Linked DNA regions of Ovis aries: region 2 is linked to region 1. Evidence: chromatin contacts called from public Hi-C data. All regions are on one chromosome and are shown on one strand. The core of a region is the stretch at or near the end of the contact, and the rest is flanking DNA. Distances in the headings are between cores, read along the strand shown. Region 1 overlaps RYR1 (ryanodine receptor 1). Region 2 overlaps ACTN4 (actinin alpha 4).

Region 1 (7,341 bases), core at 2,039-4,538:
AGTAATCTTCATCCAGTTTGCTGAGGAAGTAAGTGGGGAGACAGTCAGGACCCAATATGGAGGAACTCCATCTTATAAGCGCCTCCAGATTTCCTTTGGAAAGTCAGTCCTCCCCATTCTCAGGCTGTGTGGCGCCAATGGGGTAGGCTCTCCATTGCCAGACTGGGCATGTGATCAAGGCTGAGCCAATTGCTACCTTCTATCTGCTTGACTACAATAATAAGTAAGAGATGGTCATGTGATCCACGCTGGTCCAGTGGAATTCATTCTGGGAGTTTTGCTGAAGCTATTGATAGAAGTGCTCCTTTTCCACTGGGATTGTTGTGATGGTGTGATGGAACCCTGGAGCTTTTGGGGCTATCTTGCCACCTGACAACTGGTTGGCTCACCTGACAACTATGATTAACCACTTCCTTGCGTCTCCTTTATAATACTAATGATAGCAGAAGTAATGGCCAACACCCATTGAGTTTACTCTAGGTTGGTCTCTATTCTAAGTGTTGGTACATAATAACATTAATTCTCATAATAATCCAACTAAGTAGATATAGAATTGACCTTTGAACAATACAGGTTTGAACTGCATGAGTCCACTTATATGTGGGGTCTTTTCCCCTCAATAAATACTACTAAAGTACTACATGATCCATGGTTGGTTGAATCCATGGATGGAGAACCATGGATATGGAGGGCCAACTATAAGGTTATACATGAATTTTTAAATGTGTGAAGGGTTAGTTCCCCTTTGTTGTTGTTCAGCCACTAAGTTGTGTCCGATTCTTAACAGACCCCATGGACTGCAGCACACCAGGTTTCCCTGTCCTTCACTATCTCCTGGAGTTTGCTCAAATTCACGTCCATTGAGTCGGTGATGCTGTTTAGCCATCTCATCCTTTGCCGCCCCCTTCTCCTTTTGTCTTCAATCTTTCCCATATCATGGTCTTTTCCAATGAGTCGGCTCTTCACATCAAGTGGTCAGAGTACTGGAGCTTCAGCTTCAGCATCAGTGCCCCTAACCCCTGCATTGTTCAAGGGTCAACTATATGACTAGTCCCATTATACAGATGAGGAAGCTGAGGCACAAATAATTTTCTTGGCCAATGTCACAAAGTCTATACTGGAATTCAAACCTGAAGAGTCTAACTCCAGAGTCACTGCTCTCCCAGAGAATAGAAAACAGAACACTTGGCTTTCCAGTCTCCCTCACAGCTGGTGGTAGCCTGATGTCAGAATTCTAGCCAATGGGCCATGTGCCTAAGCCCACCATGAAGAGTGTTCCTTGGCTAAAAAGATTTGGGTTTTCCTTAGAGGAAAGCCTTTCTCCTTTCTGTCTGACATGTAGTCATGATGTCTGGAGGTTCAGCATCCATTTTGTAGCTATGAGGCAACAGCTTAGAATGGCAGGGCAGAAATCCCGATTGAGCCTGGGTCTCTGTCAGTGTCACTATGCCACTGCCCAGCCCAGGACTCTCTATCTCCTGACTTGGTGAGAAAAACAAATCTCTGTGCCTCATTTCCTCATCCAGACACACAAAGTTGATAATAATATCTATCTCCTAGTGTGAAGATGAAGTGAGAGGATCTCACTGTCACGTGTTTTAACATGATGCCTGACACATGAAAAGCATTTGATAAATACTGCCTGTTGTTACCGTTGGCAGCAGTGCCCTTATTACTGCTATTTATTCCCAAGACTGCCATTGGCTCATACGAAGCTTTTGTCTGAATTAGAAGTGCCCTGTTCCTCACTGACATCTGTTGGAAATGCATCACAATATATTGACCTCACCCATATAATATACTGCAATATACTGATTTTATGTGAACAAGACATTTTCTTCTAGAATAAGCCTCAATTGATATTGCGTGTGACGTGAACCCTTCAGAAGAGATGTCCCTGTGAAGTGCCCAGTCTGCACAGTGGTACAAGGCGACTCTGCTTGTTCTAGTTAAATGACATTAAAGGATCAGCTGTGGGTGTCCCCCCTTCCCAGGACACACAGGTTCTCTCTTGAGGAGCAAGGATTGGGGTGGGGAGAGGTAGTGGGTCCCTCTTGGGGACCCAGGAAGGGTCTCACCTCTTTTCAGTCAGGGCGGTGCGGCTGAAGTGCAGGACCAGCTGATGCAGGGGGTCTGGCTTCTTCTCCTCCACTTCCTCTTCCTCCTCCTCCTGCTCCCCAGCTTTCTGGAGGGAGGAGTGGGGCTTTGGGTAGGGGCTTCCAGAGTCCCCACCTGTCTCCCATTAAGCCCTGCTAGACTGTTTTTATTCTCTTCTTCCACATCCTGCACCCTCCCCTGGTTCTGCCCAAGCCAGGGGCCCCTGCTCCCATAGCGCTCAGTGTGAAGGGTGACCCCTGGAGGTGGGCCCCAGCCCTACCCATCTGCCCCCACACTCCCAGGCAGGCCCCAGCTCACTGAAAGGTCATCTATCATGCGGTCCTCAAAACTGTGGTCTTCCGTCAGGATCCACGCCGCCTTGTAGCTCTCCAGAAACATATTACAGGCCCGGTGCCTTCGCAGGGGAAGATTCGAGGCGTCAGCAAGATTTCCCCATGCACGTCCCTAGCCCGCCTCCCCTAACCATTTCGCAAGACCCCACTGGGTGCGCACCCCATCCTCTCTCCTCCTCACCCACCCATTCTCCAAGGAGGCTTAGGCTCCCTTCCCCCATTGGAGGCGGGGTGTCTTACGTGGGCAGGTTGTACAGGGGGGTCATGCGGAAACAGGCGACTACTGCCCTCCGGCGCTGCTTTGACAAGAGCTTGTGCCACACGGCCTTCTTGGACTTGTAAGGATGCTCGATCTGATGGCGGGATTATGTGTCATGGCTCCAGATTCTGCCCCTGGTCTGATTCCCACTTCCAGCTCTGAGTGAAAATGCCCATCTGTGCCCAGTCCAAATTCAGGACGATTCACAGGGCCGAAGGAACACCCTGGCTCCGCCAACAGAGTCAAAGTTCTGACCTATTCTCGGCTTGCAGACCAATTAGTTCCCTCATAGGCCCCGCCCCAATCGCAAGACCCGCCCAAGGTCTTGCCCACAGAGTCAAGGCGTCTCCACCGGGCCTGACTCTCAGACCCAAAGTTCTGCCCCGGCGCTGTCCCTAGGCCCAACATTGCGCACCATGTCTGATTCCCATATCAAAGCCTCCATTCTAAGTCTCGTTGTAAAATTCAAGGCCCGTCACCTACAGGATTCAAGACCCGCCCCTTGCCCCGCCCAGAGGCCCGCGGTTCACCCGCAGGCCCCGCCCACAGGCTCAAGGCCCGCCCCAGGCCCCGCCCAGAGACCAAGTTTTGACCACTCAGCAGTAAGACACCTGCTCCAAATGGTAGAGCACGGCGGACACTTCCTGGACTCTGCGCACGATTTTCTCCGGATCGTCAGCGTCCTCCTCGCGGCCCGGGAGGCCCCGGTACAGGGCCATCTGCCAGCGCAGAGAAGGGGAGCCTTCGACCTGAGAGGAGGAAGATCGTCCGGCATGAGGCCTCTCCCCTGCGCGCTCCCTCCTCCCTCAGCCGGGCTTCTCGGAGGGCCCCGCCCCCGCCCCACGATTCAATGCCATGATGATTCACTGAGGGATTGAGTATGAGTTAAGGTCCTTCTTTCGATGCCTGGCACCGATGTAAGGGCTCAAAAGCTGGCTGTGGCTGTTGCTATTATCCTGACGCGCCCCTTTCAGTTGCAGACTGAGGCGGCAGAGGCGTACCTTTCCCTGAAGGTGAAGGTTGTTTTGCAGATATTCCCGGACCTCCTCATCTGTGTCTTTCTGGAGAGACAAGCCAGGCTGGGTCACTCCGGAGGGCCCAGCATCCTCCTCGTCCTACAACCCTCTTCCCTCTAGCCCCACCACCTCAAGATCCAAGAGAGGATTCAAGAGAAATGAAAAGGATCCAGAGGTCAGGAATGGTCAGAGAGGAGTCCGAATGGCCACTGAAGGCACCTTGAAGAATCAGGATTAGAGGGGCCTCGTTGGGGTATGAGAGGAGGTAGGAGTTGACATGAAGATATCCTTAAAGATCAGAAAAGGAGGTCAGAAGAGGGTCAGAGTGGGGCTGGGAGTAAGTGGGAGATGGGCAGGGAGTTTTTGAAAATCAGAGTTAGGTGAGGGGGATTATAAGAGACAGCAAGGTCATCAGAGGTCAAGAGGGTCCAGCAAATCACTTGTCACCGGTGGGGTTCACACAGACACTAAAGGAAGGATCAGTAGGGTGGGGGTTCTTTAGGATCCCAGGAGAGGGGGCGCTCAAGAACCAAGTTAAGGGGTCAGAAGGGCCCAGGAGGGCTCTTTGGGATTTCAGCAGGCCTCAACAGGTCCAGCAGACCTCTACAGGTCCTAGGAAAAGCTTGAGGTCCTGAGGGAAGGAGGCTTTAGGGTTCTGGGAAAGGAAATGCTTGTGATATCGGTGGAGAATCAGTGGTCTTCAGGGTCCTGGGGATTAGTAGATCCTCAGGGTGCTTAGCAGGGTCCTGGGGGAGGTTCTAAGGGTCTTGGGGCAGGATCCTGGGAGGACTTCTTGGGTCCCTGAGGCTGAAAGGATCTAGGGGGGAGTTCCCATATAATGGATAAAAGGGGCCCCAGGAGCCTCTTTGGGGTCCCAGAGGGCTTAGAAGGGGTCTCAGTCTCTCTCTGAGCCTAGGGAAGAAGTCATTAGGATCCTGGAGGCTACTTAGGGTCACAGGGTGCTCACTGGGCCCCTAAGAGTCTTTGGGGCTCAGTTGGGTGTTAACAGACTCCAACGGGAGAGATCCACAGGGTCCTGAGGAAAAGAGAGAGTGAGGTGGAGAGCCCAGTGGGAATCCAGAGGTTCAAAGGAGGGCCAGTGGGATCATGAGGGGCTCTGTGGGTCCCAAGGGACTTGGGCAGGTCCTGGCAGAGGACTTGGAGGAGTCTCAAGGGGGCTTAAGGTGTCTCAGGTGGGATTCTCAGGATTCTGGCCGAGGTGGGATTGGTGTTCAGTGGGGTTCCTGAAGGTTTGATGTGGTCTTTGGGTCCTAGGGGGATCTTAGTGGCCTTCCTGGGTTCTAGGGGGGTCCCAGTTAGGGTCCTTAGGATCCAGAGGTCTGACAACATCCCGAGTGGGGCCCTCAGCATCCTGTAGGAAGGTTCAGGGCATTCTAGAGGGCCCAGTGAGCCCTCAGGGTCCTGGAGAAGGACTCAGGAGGGTCCTAGAGAAGGCCTCTGGGGGATCACGGGGGTTTAGTAGGGGTGCTGAGTGGGGTGCTGAGTGGGGCTCAGTAGGGTGCTGAGTTGGACCCTGGCAGTTCCCAGAAAGGGGCTGAGCAGGCACCAGGGCATAGCGGGTCTTGGCCAGTGTGATGAGCTCCTGGTCAGTGGGGGCACACATGTTCAGGCCGATAGGCAGCATCTTCTTGAGCGTGGCCACAATCAGCGACGTCTGCACGGAGTACCGGTCACCCCGGCGCTTCTTCTTGGTGCGTTCCTGGTCCGAGCCACCAGACTGTGGGAACACGGGGCTCAGTGCCAGTTTAAGTCCCAGCCTGGCCTCTGCCCCAGTCCCAACCTGCCACCACTGTCCACCCTCCAGCCCCTCACCTGAATGTTAGGCAGACCCTCCCTGATCCCAGAGCCTGCCTCAGTTTGCACCCCAGACCTTGCTGATCTTTCATTTCAGACCCTGAGCCCTGACCCCAGAGTCTCACGGACCAAAGCTTCTATCCCAGATTCCCAGCTTCTATCCCAAATCCTTCCAGATTTCCCCCAATTCCAGGCTTCCACAACCTCTGGATTCTTCTCCCAGAATCCCCTCAGAACTTTCACTAGGACACCCCTCCTGCCCCTACAATACACCTACAACCCCCACCTCAGAGCCCCAGACAGAGTTCCTGAAAATGAAATGAAGATGCAGAACAGGGAAGAGTCCCAAGAGACAAGGGAAGTGGAAAGAAAGAGATCGAGAGAGGGACTGAGAGACTAAGATGAACAAGGAGACAGGAAGACAGAAGATACAAGAGAGAAGACAGGTCCAGAAAGATCTGGAAGCAGAAACACGGGGCACAGAGTCCCAGAGCCGTGTTCTGGAGCCTCGGGTGCAGACCCACGGCCAGGGCCACCCCAGTCATGCCAATGAAAAGCCCCAGTGGCAAGCTTCAGCCAGAGCCACATCCACGCCGGCTCGTGATACAGAGTGTGACCCGTGTGCCAGCACATGCGGCGTCTCACTGGGTCCTCACAGAGCTCTGGGGCCGGGGGCCACCGACCATACGCCTTCAAAGGCTCAAAAGGGTAAGACACTTGACCAACATCACACTGCCAAGAAGCAGGATTCTAACCTGAGTCACTCTAATTCCCAAGTCCAGGCCTTAAACCCAACCATGCACGTGCCTTTTGCACCCCCATTCCCATTCCCTGGAACCTCAGTCCATGATGCTTTGAAGCTTTGGGGAAAGCTGAGAGGAGAGTTTTGTGTTTTTTTTTTTTAATAAAAGTTAAAAAAAACTACCAACAGTTGAGGGTCGGGAAGGGAACGGTTAGTGGGAGGAGGCGCGGAGCAAGAGAAAGAGGATGGGGCTGAAAGCCAAGGCTGAGAGGCAAGGAACAGGGGAAGGGTTTTCTGGAGGCAAAGCAGAGGCTGGGGTTGGGGGCGGGTGGGTAGAGGGTTTTAGCCAAGAGCCATGCAGAAGGTCCCAGACGTGGGGCTGACCTGTACATCTCCCGCCTGCTGCATCAGGGTGCAGACAGAGACAAGAAGTGTTACCTCAGTCCCTCCAAGAACCCCAGGGCCCCTCCAAGTCTGCCCTACCCCAGGTCCCCTGCCCCACCCTGACGTGTATCCCCCAGCCGGGGAATTCCAGACCTTGCTGAGGGTGGTGGGTTTGTCCTTTTGACCTTGCCCTTTAGAGGGCAGTTCAGGGAAGGCTAAGGGGAGAGGGAAGGAGGTGGGGATGTGGAATAAAGGAATAGGAGGAAAGAAGTGGGAGAGGTTGAGAGGAGGAAATTGGGGTAGAAGAAGGAGGTGGGGAGGATGGAGCAAGATGAGGTGCTGGGTGATGGGGAGGAGAAAGCAGGTAGGGAGGAGGGCGGAGATGGAGAAAGAAGAGGGAAATGGGGGAGGAAGGAAAAAACCAGGAGGAAGGGGATGGAGCTGAGAGAAGGGGGAGGTGGGGCGGAAGAGGGATGGGGAAGGAGCTGCTGTGAGGGCTTCAGGGAATGTGACCCGGAAGAGAAGGGCGGGCAGGATGAGGAGGAGTCAGCTAGGAAGCCCGAGGCAGTTCCCCCTTCCCTCCCGGCTAAGTCCTCCTCCCAGAGCAAAGTACCCACCTTGGCCATTTTGCTCTTGTTGTCGGCCGTCAGAAATGACATGTTGTTGATCTCATTC
Region 2 (7,341 bases), core at 1,419-3,918, 150 kb before region 1:
TCAGACTGGTCGTGAGTTTCAGTGATTCCGCTCGGTCAGCAGTAACCCAAAGGGCACCGAGGGGCATGGTTAAAAGCCTTCCCGGGGCTGGATCACCAGGGCGGAACGCACGTGCTCGTGAGGGTCTAAGCTCAGACCACCTTGGGCACAGCGACACTGCGGTACTCACGAGGGGGCTGGCGCAGGGCAGTGCCCAACTGTTCGCTGAGGAAATGAAGCAACAGTCTCCATCCCCTTTCAGGGGGACGTTAACACTGAGGGGCAGAGGTTACGTGTGCCTGACTCCAGAGCAGCAGCTGAGGGCAGAATCGACTTGAGACCGCCTCTCCCTGACCCCTAGCACAGTCTTGTGCTGGATGGCACCGTCATTTCCACCGATATAACCTTCCCGATCCCACGAGGTCCCCAGGTCCACTGGCCCCGCGGAGCACTGTGGACCTCCTGCCAGGGGCGGGCAGCCTCCCATTCAGCAGGGCCTCTTGCTCAGTTCTGCCAAGAGATTCTTGCGGTACAGCAAGGCTGGGGCGACGCCCTCACCTCCATCTTCGTCTGGATCCAGGGCCCCACGATGTTGGCCTGGCTGGCAAACTGGCGGCGCAGGTGCTCGTTCGACTGCTGCTTGCTCTGCTCCTCCAGGAGGGCGTGGTCCCGCTTGGGCACCAGCTGCTGCACCTGGGGAGGCACGCGGGCAGGGGCGGTCAAGGGGCGGCCCTTCGCCTGGCAGCCCCTCCCCGGCCTGCCAGCGGGTGGGTGGCTGGGTGACGCCTACCTTCTCCCACTTGGAGTTGATGATCTGGGGAGTGACGGTGGTGTAGGGGTTGCTGCCTGAGAGCTTGATGTGGTTGCTCTCGGCGATCCGCTGGGCTTCCTTGTGGATGGCCAGGATGGCCTCCCGCTCCCTGTCAGCGTCCGGCAGCGTCGACTTGAACTGGTCATGGGCTGAGATCAGACCCTGGGGGATGTGAACAGAAGGGGTGAGGGGGCGGCCCGGCCCCCCAGAGGGCCCACGAGCCCCAAAAAGGGCAGGGGGGCGGGGGCGGACCTCGATTTCCTCGATGGTGTGGACAATGAACATGTCCTGGAGGTCCTCCATGGCGCTCTCCATCCAGTTGTTGAAGGGGGCCGCCCGCTTGGCGTACTCCAGGTGCAGCTGGTCAATGGTCTCCAGCTGCTTCTCAGTTTTCTGGTGCGACAGGGACAGAAGAGGGAGGTCAGAGGGCCAGCAGGGACCGTGCATGGTGGGCCAGGGTCTGGGAAGCTCTGAGGGCACCCACCCCCACCCCCGCCACCGCTCACCTCCAGGGCTTCCCTGCGACTGTGGGTCAGAGAGCCAAGGGCGTCCCACTGGTCACAGATCTTCTGGCAGCGCGTGTTGACATTGTGGGAGTCGTAGTAATCCAGCTCGCTGCGGACCGGGCAGAGGGGGGTGAGACCAGACCCACCCGCCCACATGCATCCCAGGCCCTGGTGCTGGGGGACACCACCTCTCTGGGCTGAGGCAGGAGGAACTGGAGAGGGGGTTGGCGGGGAAAGGACAACAGAGCTTCCTGTCAAGAGCCGCTGACACAGGGCTCCCAGACTGTGACCCTCAGCCACGCCTTATCTGGATTGCTTTCTGGGCTGTGCCATGTGGCTGTGGGATCTGAGTTCCCCGGGCAGCAGCCAAGCCCAAACCCCCAGCAGTAGAAGCAGAGTCCTGAACAGTAGACCCCCAGGGAAGCCCCTGGGTTGCTTTTTCCGTTTACAGAAAGGATAGCAGAGCACGCTGGTTAGAGGACAAGGCTCTGGAGCCAAGTTCCCTAGGCGTGAATTCCAGCTCCCGATTTTGAACCTGTGTGACCTGGGCGAGTGAATTCCCTCTGGATCCCTCGTTTTTTTCATCTGTGAGATGGGGTGGGGTTGTGAGGACACCAAGTTACTTAACACATGAGAAGTGCTGAGAACAGTCCTTGGCGCCCAGTGGGTGAAAGTAGGAAGTTATTAAAGGATATGTTTTTATGGGTATTAGAAAAAAAAAGTGTGTGACTAACCACAATCTCATGCTAAGCAACTAACAATATATTCAAGGGAAAAACAAGCTGATCAGGGAATGGGTATTACTGTTGCCTTGACTGAGGTTGGGAACACTGAGCTGATACCATAGCTCTTGCCCCCCCACCCCACTCCTGAGCACCAGCCCCAGGCCTGCCGCCTCCTGGGGTCACACTTGGCCACTCCCGGCAGCAGGCTCCTAGGAAGTCGGTGCACAGGTCTAGGGTGACCAGGTGGTCAGGCAGGATACAGGGGCCAGGGGAGCAGGCAAGGGCTGGAGGAGCAGCAAGGCAGCGCTCCACGCAGGGGCCAGGCCAGCCTGGGTTCCACTCGCATCTCACTCACTCCCTAGCTGTGTGACCCAGGGCAGGCCCTTGGCCTCTGTGTGCCTCAGTCCCAGCTCTGTAACAGAGGATCAATGGGACTGATGAGCTGGCACACGGAGGGCCCTGAGTGCTCTGAGCTTTCATCATTATCATTAATCGATGCTCAGCCAGGCTGCCCTCCAGGATCAGCCCAGGCGGCCCTTGGCCTCTGCCTCATCTGCTGGCGAACGGACGGCGCCCCAAACAACCCTCCCCCCTTCCTCCAGGGCAACTGTCCAGAGAGCTGCCTGGGGGACTGTCAGCTCCCTGGCTCAGGGCGATGGGTTTCACATGGTCATTCCCAGTGCCTGAGCAGTGGGCTGGCCTAGCGCTGACGGCAAGTCTGTTGCCAACCAGCATCCAGGGGCTCGCCTGTCCCACCCCCACAATCCCTGCAGATGGTGGGCGCCTGTATCCGTGACCTTACTCTCCTTGGCCTGGACGTGCCAGGTACAGGGGGCTTGATCCTAGAGGAGCTGCAGGACCCCCAGCAGTGCCCAGTGAGGGCGTGTGCACCCAGGACTGTGCCTGCTAGTACTTCTGCTCCTGGGCAAGCACACAGGGAGCCCCAGAGCAGCTGGGCAGTGTGGAGGGAGTGAGTCAGGGAGACGGCCCTGCCCGGCGTGGGGCTCCTTCAGGCCTCGCCGCTGGGCCCCTGCCTTGGAGGAACAGGCAGAACTTCGGGGATGACTGTGACAGGGTGGGAGGTGTCTGTCGAAAGGCCGACTCCAGCCAAGGATCCTATTTTTGAGCAGACAGCTATTTTGGGAGCCCTGCCGCCCCTCCAGGGCCTGTGGATTTTCCATGAAGTAATGGCTGGGGCCTCCCGCTCCCTGGGCCTTGCCTGCTGCTGGCCGCTCCGCTGGGGGAATAAGGCTCCCTTTCACTGTGCTGGAGACTCAGTGTACTAATTGTGTGCACGAGTTTATCTGACTGGGGTAGGGCGGGGAGGGCAGAGAACCGGCTGCCTGGAAGCTCTTACAATAAGTGTATTCTGAGCGGCAGAGGGAAGGGCTGGGCCGAACAATGGGCTCTCTGTGCAGCCCGATTCCCTCGGGGAGCCATGGGTGGGGGCTGTGGGCTAGACTGCCCACCACCTCAGGGGACCAGAGACCTCCCTTCTGCTGGGGAACGTAGATCCCACTATGGGTCTCATCTGGGGTTAAGACAGGCGGACAAAAGGCATCACCCCTAAGGCTCCTTCTTGGCATGGGAAAGGAGGGGGTGAGGGTGGAAAGGGCCCGGGGAACCCCTCCACCTGTCCCACCACCGCTCCGGGCCAGGTACTGGCAGGGAAGTGGGGGACCGTGAGCCCACACATACTTGAGCTCCTGGGCGATGGCGGCAATCTGCTCCACGCGGTCCTGGTGGGCGGCCAGGTCGCTCTCGAAGGCTTCGTGCTTGCGGATGAGGGCCTTGATGTCCGACAGGGTGGCCGTCTCATAGTCCCGGTGCTTCAGCATGGCCTCCTTCCCTGAGGTGGGGTGGAGAGCAGGAGTGCTTGCCCAACAGTGTCACGGGCGTCCAGAGGGGGTGTCCGACCAGAGGGAGGGGAGTGGGGTGCAGACCCCATGCCCTGCCTTGGCGAGGATGCTGCCACGAAAGCCGGAAACCCCGGGAACCTTTTCCCTTGCTCCTTTACAGGTGTTTCTAAGCCCAGCTGTAACACCTCCTGGATGGGGCTGGGAGGCGCTGTGGGGTTGGGGGGCGTGAGTCAGATGTCCCAACTCAGGCTCTGCGTTCTAGGCTTAGCGTCTTTTATTGGTGTACGCTAAGTCGTTCGGTCGTGTCCGATTCTTTACGCCCCTATGGACTGTAGAACACCAGGCTCCTCTGTCCGTGGGGTTCTCCAGGCAAGAATACTAGAGTGGGTGGCCATTTCCTCCTCCAGGGGATCTTTCTAACCCAAAGATCAAACCCACATCTCAATGTCTCCTGCACTGGCAAGTGGGTTCTTGACCACTAGGCTACCTGGGAAGTCCTTTATTGGTAGATGGTAAGAATCTGGACTGCTACCAAGGCTGGAAACGTCAACATCCACCTGTGGAGGGCCTAACTGGACCTCAGCAGTGCAGGGGGGTGGGTTGGGGGTACAGAGGGGAGGGGAAGTCTGACTTGGGGCTCCTCCAGGATCCTGACCCCTATGCCTGCTCCCTGGCCCTTGGGCGCCAGGCCCCCTCAGGGAGGGAGTCCTACCACACATCTGCTCCATGCTACCCTAAGGGCTTTCTGTGTGCAGTGAGGCAGGGCCCATGTCAGGCCCTTTGAAGGAAGGGAGGAACACTGTTATTAGGCCCGGAGCCTGGCTAATTATACACCCTAGGACACAAGCTCAGGCGAGGAGCCCTGCACACTTGGTACTGCAGAGAACTGAGGGGGAGATGCTGGGACCCCTAACCTATAAAGCAACCTCGGGCTACCCTCAGAGCGCACTCAGAGACCAAACCCTCCTCAGCTGGCACCAGAAAATCCCAACTGCTGTCTGCCATGTGCAGCCAAGCAGGCAGTCTCTCCTGGCCTGCTCCTTCTTCTGTACAATGGGGCCAATGCCAGCCCTTGGCTAAAGCCCCAGTGAGGTGATCTCGAAAAAGGTGGGCACCAGCCAGGCCCACCCCACCGCAGCCATCCCAGGGATAGAGGCCCGAACCAGCGGGCAGGGGGCAGCTCGGCCTGGGAGCCTGACTCCACGGGGCCGTGCTGCCCCGGCCCCGGGGCAGTGGGCCCAACCACAAAGGCAAGCTTGCAATTCCCTTCTCCAGATCGCTTTCTCCCAAGGGTGGGAACCAGAAATAGCAGGTTACCACTTCTCTGCCTCAGCAGAGCTGCCGCAAGGGAGCTGCCAGGGGGAAGAAGGGGGAGGAGGGGGCCACGGCCAGGGCTGCCTGGGACCCGGGCCAAGGGGCAGCCAGGCCAAGGGAGGAGGGGGAGGGGGGCGCTTTCTCCCCAGACAATCTGAGACCCTGTGAGGAGCCTCCACGTGGAGGCTCACATACTCCTACAGGCTGCAGGGGATGGTGAGGGGGTTATAGGGTGGCAGCAGCTCACTCTGCCCTCTGCCCCCGCTGCACACACAGGTAAGGAGCCTGCTCCACCCGATCCCAGGGGTACAGCGGGGTCGGGGGCCGGTCTGTCCTGTGGAGCGTAATTGGTGGCTCAGAGGACAGAGGCTTCAGGTCTCGGGAGTGAGAATGGACAGGCCTGCCCAGTGGCTCCGACGCAAGGGGGAGGGCTGGATGCCAGAGTGCCTGAGGGGAGGCGGGGCCGAGGCATGAGGAGGCTGATGGAGCAGCTGGGCCCTGGCTGAAGCTTGGACCCACTTCTAAACGCCTTCAGGTGAAGGCCGGCCAGGTTCCCAGGGAAGCAGCTCTGAGGGCCCATCACCCCTTCTCCCCTCGGCCTCAGGAGACCCTCTTCCAGGCCTCTTGGAGCCCCAGGAGAGAGGCTGAAGGGCTGACGAGAGGCCCCCAGGAGGCAAATCCACAGGGATGATCCTCAGAGACCAAGGAAGGATGATGGAGAGAGATAATGATAGGAGATGGTTCATCCAAGCGGGGTACACGGGCGCTCTAAATCCTACTTAAGTGACAAGAGACCTCTGACAAGAGAAATGGCAAAACTGGTTGGTCTCTGAGCTCCCTGGGCAGGAACCTTTCCCTACTTGGGAAACTGCTGAGCACAGCGAAGAGGCTCGAGAGATGTTTGTTGAATGAATGAAGGAAGAGCCAACAGATGAACTACATGCCAACTCCCCTTCCCTCAGGTCTGAGGGGCAGAACCCACGAGTGTGGCCTCTGCGAGGCAGAGGGAGGCACCTGCTTCCCAGCACAGGCTTCGTGGTCCTCGCCTGGCCTTCTGGCTCCCCCTGCTCCACATCCCTCCCCTGGCACAGGAGGGCCAGGATCCTCAGGAGCTCCTATGAGGAGGGCATTTGCTGGGCAGCGGCCAGGGACATGGGTGACACGGGCCCCAGTCAGCATAGCCTGCAGAGCCTCATGTCCACATGCCGGCAGAGGTGGGCAGGCTCCATGTGGGCGCCTCTGGGTGGGTCTTAGCAACTGGCCAGGGTTGGGGCCGCCTGCCAAAGGGCTTCCCAGGTGGTGCTACTATTAAAGAACCTGCTGGTCAATGTGGGAAATTACTGAAGACCCAGGTTAGATGCCTGGGTTGGGAAGATCCCCTGGAGGAGGGTATGACAACCCACTCCAGTATTCCTGCCTGGAGAATCCCATGGACAGAGGAGCCTGGTGGGCTGCAGCCCAAGGGGTTGCAAAGAGTTGGAGCAACTGAGCATGCAAGCATGCTCACCAAATGGCTGGGTGGGTGGGGGCTGGAGGAAGAACCACCCTGCAAGGAGCCATGAAACCAGCGGCAGAGTGGCGGCAGGAGGGCAAGGGAGAGCGGGAAGGAGGCAGGCAGAGTGGGAGGATGGGAGCCCCATGGAAGGCCCTCCGCATTCCCAGGCATTGGCTGTTTCCTGAAGGCTCTCAGGCCCTTGGGATCTGGGATCTCAGCCTGGGGTGGGTCCCAGCTGAGGGCCAGGACGTGATGGAATCCCACAGCCCGAGCCAAGAGGACAGGCAGCTGTGGAGCTGCCGAGAAACCGGAGTCACCACAGCCCTTCTGGAAGAAGGGGTCCCACAGGAGGCAACCCCGCCTGGGGAGGCACTGGATGGGGCGGAGTTGAGAAAGAGCTCCTATGGGGGTCACACCGAAGGCTGGTTAGTGAGCGGCACCTGCAGGTCGGGCAGCAGGGCCAGGAGGCGGCTCTGTGCCCTGGTCTAACCGTGCTCGGGATCCCAGGCTGGCCAGGACAGGCTCTTCAGCGCGAGGTCCACGGTCTCAAAAGGGTGAGGGGGACGGAAGGCAGGCTATGTGAACCCAAGCTGCCAGAGCGCGGCGAGCCTGCCCCTGGCCCCACTGGCCTGAAGGGGTGCCATCCTCAGGG

The links. Hi-C and Micro-C count contacts between places; a contact is called where the count stands out from the background.
Region 2: a contact with region 1 is called in a Hi-C map of liver, with 1.9 times the contacts expected there. The contact joins two enhancer-like sites. A contact is called at or near these places in 3 of 16 Hi-C or Micro-C datasets (blood, liver and skin fibroblasts).

What each region holds. Positions count from the first base shown.
Region 1 is chr14:47,684,693-47,692,033 of ARS-UI_Ramb_v3.0, reverse strand. It overlaps RYR1 (ryanodine receptor 1), which reads right to left. Exons shown (of 104, transcript XM_060398058.1): 69 at 7,284-7,341; 70 at 5,293-5,463; 71 at 3,711-3,770; 72 at 3,321-3,458; 73 at 2,691-2,803; 74 at 2,416-2,512; 75 at 2,079-2,185; 76 at 1-20. Among named protein-coding and RNA genes, the nearest start is that of MAP4K1, 68 kb to the left of the region's middle. Within about 2 kb of position 3,288, at least 15 of the 54 cell types and tissues checked have an H3K27ac peak or open chromatin away from gene starts, as enhancers often do. A contact at or near this core is called in liver, where this site is marked.
Region 2 is chr14:47,836,693-47,844,033 of ARS-UI_Ramb_v3.0, reverse strand. ACTN4 (actinin alpha 4) reads right to left here. Exons shown (of 21, transcript XM_042230937.1): 12 at 3,720-3,870; 13 at 1,297-1,405; 14 at 1,043-1,183; 15 at 770-952; 16 at 538-672. Among named protein-coding and RNA genes, the nearest start is that of CAPN12, 21 kb to the left of the region's middle. Within about 2 kb of position 2,668, at least 24 of the 54 cell types and tissues checked have an H3K27ac peak or open chromatin away from gene starts, as enhancers often do. A contact at or near this core is called in liver, where this site is marked.